2 separate regions of the Sus scrofa genome follow, and region 1 is linked to region 2. A link is a contact called in public HiChIP or PLAC-seq data. All regions are on one chromosome and are shown on one strand. The core of a region is the stretch at or near the end of the contact, and the rest is flanking DNA. Distances in the headings are between cores, read along the strand shown. Region 1 overlaps LOC110261575 (a long non-coding RNA gene). Region 2 has its middle 8.0 kb from the start of FAM177A1.

Region 1 (4,686 bases), core at 440-2,939, 300 kb after region 2:
TGTAGTTGAAGACGGGAACCTCAATCTCTCCCTAGGTGAGGTGAAGAAAGTCACTACAGAGGAGTGAGAGGGGAAGACACAGCGTTGGTAACTTGCTCAGGGGAGACACTGTTCTCTGAGGAGGGCCAGTCTGAACCCTAGAAGACTTCCAGGCCAGAGGAGAAGCAGGAGGGCAGGCTGGAGACCTAGAGCAAGCAGCGGAGGGAGTACCCAAGTGATGAGGAAGAAGCAGCGAATCCCACCTGAGCTGTGTATAGTTTTTAGTTCTAGGTACAAATTAATTCTCAAGACCAGGCCAGGAGAGGGGTCCTGGGACCCAGAGCTATGCCGGCTGGAGTCAGATCAGTTAGCCTTCTGGAGGGGAGGGGTAGAGGGCAGGCTAGAGGTGCAGAACCCCAGACCTCAGGTCTCCTGAGGCAAGACTCTTTAGGAAAGGAAACTGGAGAAAGGATCCCAAATAATCATCAGGAAGAGAAGTTGCTGAGGTGACCGTGAAGGGACAAGCAGGAGGACAAAAGCCAATTCAGCGGAGATGGCCAGGGAACAAGTGGAAAGAATCTGTGTCCTTGACAACATTGAGCCACTGAATTAACCAACTCCAAAACCGCCCCACCTCTGGACTTCTTGTTACATAAAATAATAAATTCTCATACTATTAAAAATAAGAGGCCATCCTTCTGAAACGAATCTGACTAGTATCCATGAGGACGTAGGTTCAATCCCCAACCTTTCTCAGTGGGTTAAGGATCCGGAGTTGCCGTGAACTGTGGTGTAGGTTGTAGACGCAGCTTGGATCTGGTAAGACTGTGCCTGTGGCCAGTGGCTATAGCTCCGATTCAACCTGTAGCCTGGGAGCTTCCATAAGCCTCAGGTGAAGCCCTAAGAAGACCAAAAAAAAAAATGCCCACCTAACTTGATGAATTAAACTCTGTGAAAAGCATATTTGCCATGAAGGAGTTCCCATTGTGGCTCAGCGGTAATGAACCCGACTAGTAATGAGCCTGACTCAGGTTTGATCCCTGGCCTTGCTCAGTGGGTTAAGGATCTGGCATTGCCATGAGCTGTGATGTAGGTTACAGGTGTGGCTCAGATCTGGCGTTGCTGTGGCGTAGGCTGGCAGCTACGGCACGGATTCAACCTCTAGCCTGGAAACCTCCATATGCCACAAGTACAGCCCTAAAAAAAGACAAAAAAAAAAAAAAAGAAAATGAAGTTAAAATATCAAATAGGTAAACATAGTCACAATGACTGCAGCAAATCCACTCAGCTTATTAACGTATGATTACCTTGAAAAATTTGCAAAAAACAAGCCTATAAGTCAGTAGCTCAATGACTTTAAAGAATTACTAAGACAGAAAACCAGAAAGGCAGGGAGAAGGCAAATCTGCTTTCTTAAGAGAAAACATACGAACACACATGTATGTACACACGTCCACAATCCGCATATAACACAATATATATGTATATATGTACAAAGCTTGCCCCACACAGGAGACACTGCTGAGTACATCACCCCAGGTGGTGAGAGAAGGGAAAATAGGATAATGACTGCTGAAGGTGAAAAGAGGTTTGAGGTGCTCTTGCTACCTAACAAGGGAATTTTTGCCAGAATACCTAGAATAAATAGAGCTTTCACAATGCACCAGTTCTAATGAGGTTTCAAAGCTGTATGAGTAATAGGGAAGGGGGAAGTGTCGTGACACTGTTCCTATTGTGAGTTTCTCTGCTGCAAACTCTTCTCAGCAGATACTGAATCATCAGGGAGATTATTAAACCCTTTTGGTGTCTAAAATTTACCTACATAGTACTTCAGTTTCCTGGTACAAACCTTACTTTAAAATGGTTTACAGGACCGTAAATGAATTTAACGGGCTGTAGTTTGTAAATTTAACCCTAAAAATTTTAAGCTTATTTCCCTCAATTTATTATGAAGATAATTCTGTGCCAGAAGTAAGGAGAGGATAGGGAGAAACATGTTTTCACCCTTTTCACCTTCAGATTAGCGGCATAACCGTTTGAATGAAACCTCCACAGTTCATTTAGAAACTGTAGTATTGACCACTTCTTTCCTGTTCCTCAGATCCTCTCGTCTGAAGGGGTGGTGCTGGTGGGGATTCGAACAGCTGCACATTTCCAACATAGTATTCCCTAAATGGTGTCAAATGACTGGGAATGAAGTTTTGGTGACTGGATGATTTATTCACTTAGTCATCGTTGTTCCGTCAGGGGAAACAATAAGAGGCTTTTGTTTGTGTTTCTGTGTGTGGGGTGTGAGGGATGAAGAGAGGAGAATAGCCATATAATGAAACTTTGGTCCTCTTTTTCCCTCTCTCAAAAGAGGTCTTTATCTTCAAGTTACTATAAATATAATCATGAAAATAGAATATATACTTCATGGTGGCCCTTTCTACATTGTTTTTTCATATTTTCCTGGAAAGTTTCTTTTTTTTTTTCTAAAGTACTGCGTGAAAATGTTCAAATCATAAAATATTCAAACATTGCAGAAATGACTGTAAAAAACAAGAGTCTCCCTTCACTGCCCTTGCCCAGCCCCCCCCCCCCCCATTATTTAGTTCCAGCAAAAAGCTTGCTCGCTCTCTCGCTTGATCGCTTTCTTAATTACCCTGGTTTGGGGCAGTTTCATAACAACAGATGGTATATTCAATCAACAGGCAAATTCCAAAGTGTAGACAACGAGGAATCACGGAAACCAAACCTCACTGTGAAGTACAGTCCCAGAAAGTGCCAGGGGAAAAGGTGGCAGAGTGACTGAACACAGACCAGGGCAGCTCCTCTGTGTACAGGGCGCATGGGGCCAGAAACATCTGGGTTTGCTTCTCCCCTGGCCACTAGCTTGCTGGATGTCCTTGAGCAATTTTGTTTCCCAGCAGTAAAGTAGACATGACAGTAGGAGCCTGAAATGGGATCATGAGAGGGAAACATCTAGCAAGCGCCTGATATACACTAGGTCTTTGGCAAACACTGGTTTTCCTCCCACTTGCAGAGGAACTTTGATGCATCTAAAGCACGCACTGGTTTATTTCTGATGAGGTTCTGGGCATGTTCATGGGGAAATTATAATCCTATTTTGTACACTGTTTATAAAAGGTGAAAAAAGGGCGTGCTTTGCTCTCCTGCCAAACTGCCAAACTGCTCAGAGCAATGTTAGTGCTTTATAGGTTATAGGTTAATTAGCCTTTAATTAAAGGCTAGTGTAGAAAAGATCTGCATCATATTTAAGTTCAGGCAATGTGTGTGGATTCAGGCAAGAGTGTTCAGAGTTATGAAATCCTGACAATCATTATCTCCCAGAACCCTGTGTCATTAAGTGACAGAGTCAAAGATCACTTTGAATAACTGGGGAACACTGATGTAAGAACGTTGGATTTAAAAAAATATATATATTTGTATAATATTAACATGGCTATTTGGGAATTCATAATTTTTTATTTTCATCACTAAAAAACCAATCAGCAACAACAACAAACTACTCTGCAGTCATCCAGTAGGCAAGCAATAAGATGAAAGCATCTTTCAGAAGATAAAGATTAAGGCTTCTGGAGGGATCCTGGAGCATTTTCTGCAGTCTTTGAAGCCTAGAGTGCCCTCTACTGGTTGCTTTCCAGAAAACCAGGCAGCTAATAGTTTCACAGAGGACTCCGATTTTTTGAGACACTGTAAATACAATCCCTTAGACCTGTAACTTTCCTATTGAGTGGCCTCTTTCTGAAAGCTTATCGTCTGGAAGAGAGAGAGCAATGCCTTTTCTTGATGCCAACTTGATTCTTTAATTAGAAGTGTGTCTGAGATGCCATTTTGATTATGATCAGTTATGTCTGTTGGATCCTAAGTTTTAAAGTAATCAGCATTTCAGAAAAACAATTAAATGGAATAAAGTGGCCCCCAAATATTTAACTTTATTTTACATTTAAAAAATTTTTGTTGTATGCTAGAGAGTTTCTAGAGTACAGTAGTCTCTCTGTACTAGTTTTTCAATTTCCTGTGAACCTATAATTATTTCAAAATGAAAAGTTAGGAAACAAATGCAGTGACTCTACTTTGCAGCTTTAAATAATCAAAATTTTTCTTTGACCTTGTGGAACCGTAATAGAAAGAAAACGCCAAAGACAAAGATGTTAAAGTGTACATCATTTGCAATTTGGATATTTCTATCGTTTTTTCTTCCCCTGCTCTCCTCTTGCCAGTGGCCTGTAGCCCTTACTGACTGATAGTCCCTGAGGAACCTGCAAGAATCTGGCCAGAGTAGGTATGCTCAGGCTCTTTGGCCATCTGAGTTAACCAGACTTCTAATGCGAACAAGCTTACTGCTTTTCACATGTATGTTTAAAAACAGAATCCTTATCTTCTAATGCAATGTTACTCAGAATTCATCCACTTTTCGTTCATCCAGACATTCATTTGTTCCACAGATATCGAGCGCCCTTCTTGTGCTACACCCTGTCTGTATATCATGAATATGTGTCACTTCTACCAAATAGGGGTCTAAAATTTAATACCTTCCTTTTAACATTAAAACTAACCACACACACACACACACACACATACACACACACAGGAAAAAACCTTTTTTTCCCCCTTCCCCAGATTCCTCTCTGTAATAAGTCCATGAAAGCCAGAAGGCTGACTCAGGCTGGGACCAGTCCTCCACTTGGCTTGCCTCCTGGT
Region 2 (4,740 bases), core at 829-3,328:
TGGGCTGAGCTCAAGATGGCACCAGCAGGAAGTCTTCTGATAATAATGTAAAACACAAGTGTAAAGATAGAATAAGGACCAATACAAGTAGGGATGACTTTTCTCTCAGGGCAAGATCCTCCATTGTTTTGTTTAACATGTGAAAGCTACAATGGCAGGAATGACCACGGTGTGCTCCTTAGACCTCCATTCTCACAGCACATGTTGAACTTTTGCTGAACTCTCTAAAACTGCAGATTATTTGTTGATTTGCCAAAAGGAAAAAACAATGCTGAGGGGAGTTCCTATGTGGCTCAGTGGTTAATGAATCTGACTAGGAACCATGAGGTTGTGAGTTGGATCCCTGGCCTTGCTCAGTGGGGGTTGAGGATCTGGTGTTGCCGTGAGCTGTGGTGTAGGTTGCAGATGCAGCTCAGATCCTGCGTTGCTGTGGCTCTGGTGTATGCCAACAGCTACAGTTCTGATTAGACTCCGCCTGGGCACCTCCATATGCTGCAGAAGCTGCACTAGAAATGGCAAAAAGACAAAAAAAACAAACAAACAAAAAAAAAACAATGCTGAGAAGTGGACTCATTCTGGACCAAGGAAAGCATAGCTTCTCTAGTAATGGATGAGATGTGCTCAATAACCCAAATGTAGGTGTAGAACAAACACACTCCCCAATCCAAATTCTTGGTAAACAACTTGTTGATGCCTGCATGAACTTCCTTTTTCACAATAAAATCCCTACACATTTTCTTCCAGTGGGTCACTATTCTGAGTTCCTCTGGAATCTGTGATCCCTTGGTTACAATAAACTGACCCCAAAAAAGCTGACTTTTAACATCTTGTGCTTCTCACATTTAACATTTTTTGTTGTTGGAGATGTGGGATCTGAAGCCATCTTCTGCTCACTTTCCAAGCTGCCAAGGTATCTCTGTGAGCATCTTTTGCTCTCGCCTCCCTAGCAGCCCCAGGTCGAGGCAGTAAGTCCTCTTGGTCCCAACCTCCCTCCTTCATTGAGATTCAGGCCTTTATTCTGGCTGTCTTTTGTTTCATTGATCACTTAAGGGCTTGCTCCCTTGTGGTGCATGCACTATAATGGGGACACGCACAGTCTAAGACTCTTATGGGGGATTCTCCCAAGTCTGGCTTTCCTGCTGGGCACGTGTACAAAAAGCATGGCGCCACCTTTGGGCTTACCTAGGTACATGCCAGTGGTATACCAGAGGTAACATAAAATTGCCCTGGACACAATGAGAAAATGTGAAATTTCAAAATTGGTGATTTTGCACACACAATTAGAAAGTGAAGGGTCTAAAACGAAGCTAATAGAGTGGGAAGACTATTTCAGTTGGTATACTGAGGCCTCCCAAAGAGCTCATGAGACTCAAGTTTCATGAGTCTAAAACTGCTTCACTTCAGGATGCTGTTTCCAAGCTTACTGCCTCAAATAAGGATCTATGCTCTCATCTCAATACTCAGGAAAAGCTCACAAGGCCTCTTCCTTCTCTTCTCCTTCAGCTCAGACCTTGCTGAGCTGCCATCTTATCCTTCTGATTCTTCCATTCCTCCTCCAAAATCTTTATCCCACCTATTATCCAGACTAAACCTTTCCTTTTGTCACTGCTTTGAACCCTGATGGCACTGGCTATCTCGTAGACTATACGCCTTGGTCGCTTACAGAACCAAGCTATAGCTAAGGAATTTCCTAAGGTCATCGAGGACCTCCTCCACTTTGCAGAGGAACTTAACCTTGTGATATAAATTTTTGACCAGGGTTCTCTCAGACTCATAATCAATTAACTACATCCTAGTTGGAAAAAGCCGAACTAGACACTGGCAAACCACTACTGCCTGGCTTCACCCTTAAGATGACATCTGTACACAATAAATCAGTCTGAGGCATGCTTCTCAGGTAACTCAACCTTCATGAAACAATTCCTCAAGCCTTTCCTCATCTCACTGACTGGAGGAAAATTCAACCTACTACACAAAGACTTGATGAAACTATTCATGATTATGACTCATGCCTACAGTGTTCCAGGAAAACTCCGGACTCCCTATTAGGGCAAACAATCTCAAATCCACTTAAATTCAGTCTTTGTTGGGGGACTGGAATGAGGAACTCAGACTGCTGATGAAATAAGCACAATAGAATTGGGAAACAATGGATACTCGGTGGATTTGGCTAATCAGCTGTCTAAAACAAACACACAGAGAAACAGAAGACCACTAAAATCATGAATTTGTAGCTGCAGCATCTGACCACTGCCACTCAGGAGCCACCTCAACAGAAAGACCAAAATTCCCACCAGGGCTCCTTCCAAGGCCAGGTCCCTGCCACTCTCTTATGCAGCCTGGCCACTGGAAGAATTGCCCAAAGTTAAAAAGAAAGCCCTATTTGCAGCTTAAAGCCCATCACTCTGACCCTTTTCATGAACTTTCTGAGAAGTTTGAGAAGCATCTCCCTTTTGTAGACCCTCATGAATAGGGATGCTCTGAGGAAAGTATTGAGGTCTTCCCAGTACTCCCACTAGCACCATTGGAAGAACTGGACCTTTTTATAGGAGCTGAGGCTATTATCACTCTTATAGACACAGAAATAAATTTGTCTGTCTTGAATGCCACCAGCCTCAAGGCCCCCTTCCTCAGTAATGGTCTAAATGGTGTGAGTTTCCAACATGGTTATGAAGATGAACAAGTCAGCCCCTTTGCCTTTTGAAATAGGTTCTTTTTGGGGAACTCATCAGTTTCTTCCTGCTCCTTCTGTCCCTTTTGGGCCAAGAGCTCCTGGAAAAAACTATAAGCTAATATTTCCTTTTCCCTAAAAGAGGAAATACAATTTCTTCACTCTTCAAAGTCTACTTCCAACCCAGTCCTAATACTGAGATTCCCCTCCTTGCTTCTGTCTTTTCAATGTCTAATCACAAGGATTTGTTAGCTTCTGTTCCTTCTACCTTATGATCTACTTCTTCAAACAACACAGAATGCATTCATTAGGTGCCATCAATTAAGATCCAGATATATCCTAATAAAATTTTGCCTCACCTCAGACAACACCCTCTTAAGACCTGAGGCCCTAGAAGGAATTCATCCCATTGTCAAGGCACACCTCCAGAAAGAGGTCACGAGCCCATGCACCAGTCCCTTTCGTACACCAATCCTTCCCTTAGGCAAGCCTCGTGGTCAAGTTTGGTATTTTGTTCAAGATCTCTAAGCTATAACAATATAGTCATACTAGGTCACCCTGTGGTCCCCAGCCTTCAGATCACCCTCAGTTTAATACCTTTGAGTACAGGCTTCTTTACAGTCACAGATATATATATATAGTGCTTTCTTCAACATTCCTGTCCATCCAGATAGTCAGTACCTGTTGATAATATACTTAGACCATTATGCCTCAGGGCTACACATAAAGCCATGCTTATTTTTCAGATATTGAGACAAAACTTGACCAATGTGAATTTTGCCCATAACTCTACTTTACTTCAGTATATTGACCTTTTTTGTTATGCTCCCCTACTGAGGACAGCCTATACTTCCTCACTCAACTAGCATGAAAAGGACATAAAGTCTCAAATGACATGCTCCAATTTGTTCCAACCCAAGAAAGATATTTGAGTCATTTGCTTACTCTTCAAGGGTAACACGGGGTCCTACATACATCCAGGGCATATGTCAATTTCCCCCTTCCTGCCACCGAGTGCCAACTGAGATGCTTTCTTGGGTTAACAGGCTATCGCAGACTTGGGTTCCTAATTTATTCTTATATGTACAACCCCCTTTTCCCTTCTAATGGACAAGAGGCCTGATTCCCTTGTTTGGAACAAGGAGGCTGAATCAGCCTTGCAAACATTAAACACTCAGTTGGTGATAGCCCTGCTTTAGGGCACCCTAATTATTCTCTTCCCTGCAATTTGTTCTTAAAGTTAGCAGAAAACACCCTTGGCTCATTCAGCCCCAGGGGGGCAAACGCAGACCTATTGGCTTTGTAGCAACACTTGAACCCTATAGATTGAGATATTCTTCCTTGCTTCCAAGCAGTAGTAGCTACCACTGCCCTTCTATAGGCTACAGAAGAGACAGTTATAGAGTCTCCTTTTCTCCCCCTCATTCTACTGAGGCACAATTGAACTCACATCACATACAACACTTATCTGCTAGCCGACTGACATCCTATGAACTGTTGCTCTCCTTTCCAAATGTCACTTTGTCTCATTGTAACTCCCTAAATCCTGCTACCCCTTTATGATCACCAACAGGTAAGTCTTCATAAAATTGTATAACCGCAACTGATCTTATGATTAGTCTGCATCTAGACTGTAAGAAAAGCCTTTAGACACCCTTGACATTCCTTGGTTTACCTACGAAATGATGTTGGACAACTGAAAGCTGGAAACACTATCATTACTCCCTTCACTGTAATAGGAACCAATGCTCTGCCTCTCAGTTTCTGTAGCCCAACAGGCTGAACTATACACTTATTGCACTTTAATTTTGGCCTTTGGCAAACATGCTAACATACATTTATATAACATACATGCTAACACACACACACACACACACACTGAAACACTGATGGCAGGTATAGTTTTGAGATAGCTCATGATTTTGGAATGTTTTGGAAATAGGTTTCTTGAGCTCAGGAGGAAATAAAACTGAAAATGGCCCCTTTGTTAAGGCTTTGCTGGATGCAATCTTGCTGCATAATAGTGGCAATAATAAGTCACGGAGCATTGCAAAAACAACATTGAGGAA

The links. HiChIP or PLAC-seq counts read pairs in DNA pulled down with a chosen protein or histone mark.
Region 1: a contact with region 2 is called in an H3K27ac HiChIP or PLAC-seq map of alveolar macrophages. The contact joins two enhancer-like sites. A contact is called at or near these places in 1 of 5 promoter capture datasets (fetal liver) and 1 of 2 datasets of contacts at active chromatin or transcription factors (alveolar macrophages).

Annotation. Positions count from the first base shown.
Region 1 is chr7:65,116,097-65,120,782 of Sscrofa11.1, forward strand. All of the region lies in intron 2 of LOC110261575 (a long non-coding RNA gene), which reads left to right. Among named protein-coding and RNA genes, the nearest start is that of CFL2, 27 kb to the left of the region's middle. Within about 2 kb of position 1,690, at least 12 of the 83 cell types and tissues checked have an H3K27ac peak or open chromatin away from gene starts, as enhancers often do. A contact at or near this core is called in alveolar macrophages, where this site is marked.
Region 2 is chr7:64,814,118-64,818,857 of Sscrofa11.1, forward strand. No RefSeq gene overlaps it. Among named protein-coding and RNA genes, the nearest start is that of FAM177A1, 8.0 kb to the left of the region's middle. Within about 2 kb of position 2,079, at least 8 of the 83 cell types and tissues checked have an H3K27ac peak or open chromatin away from gene starts, as enhancers often do. A contact at or near this core is called in alveolar macrophages, where this site is marked.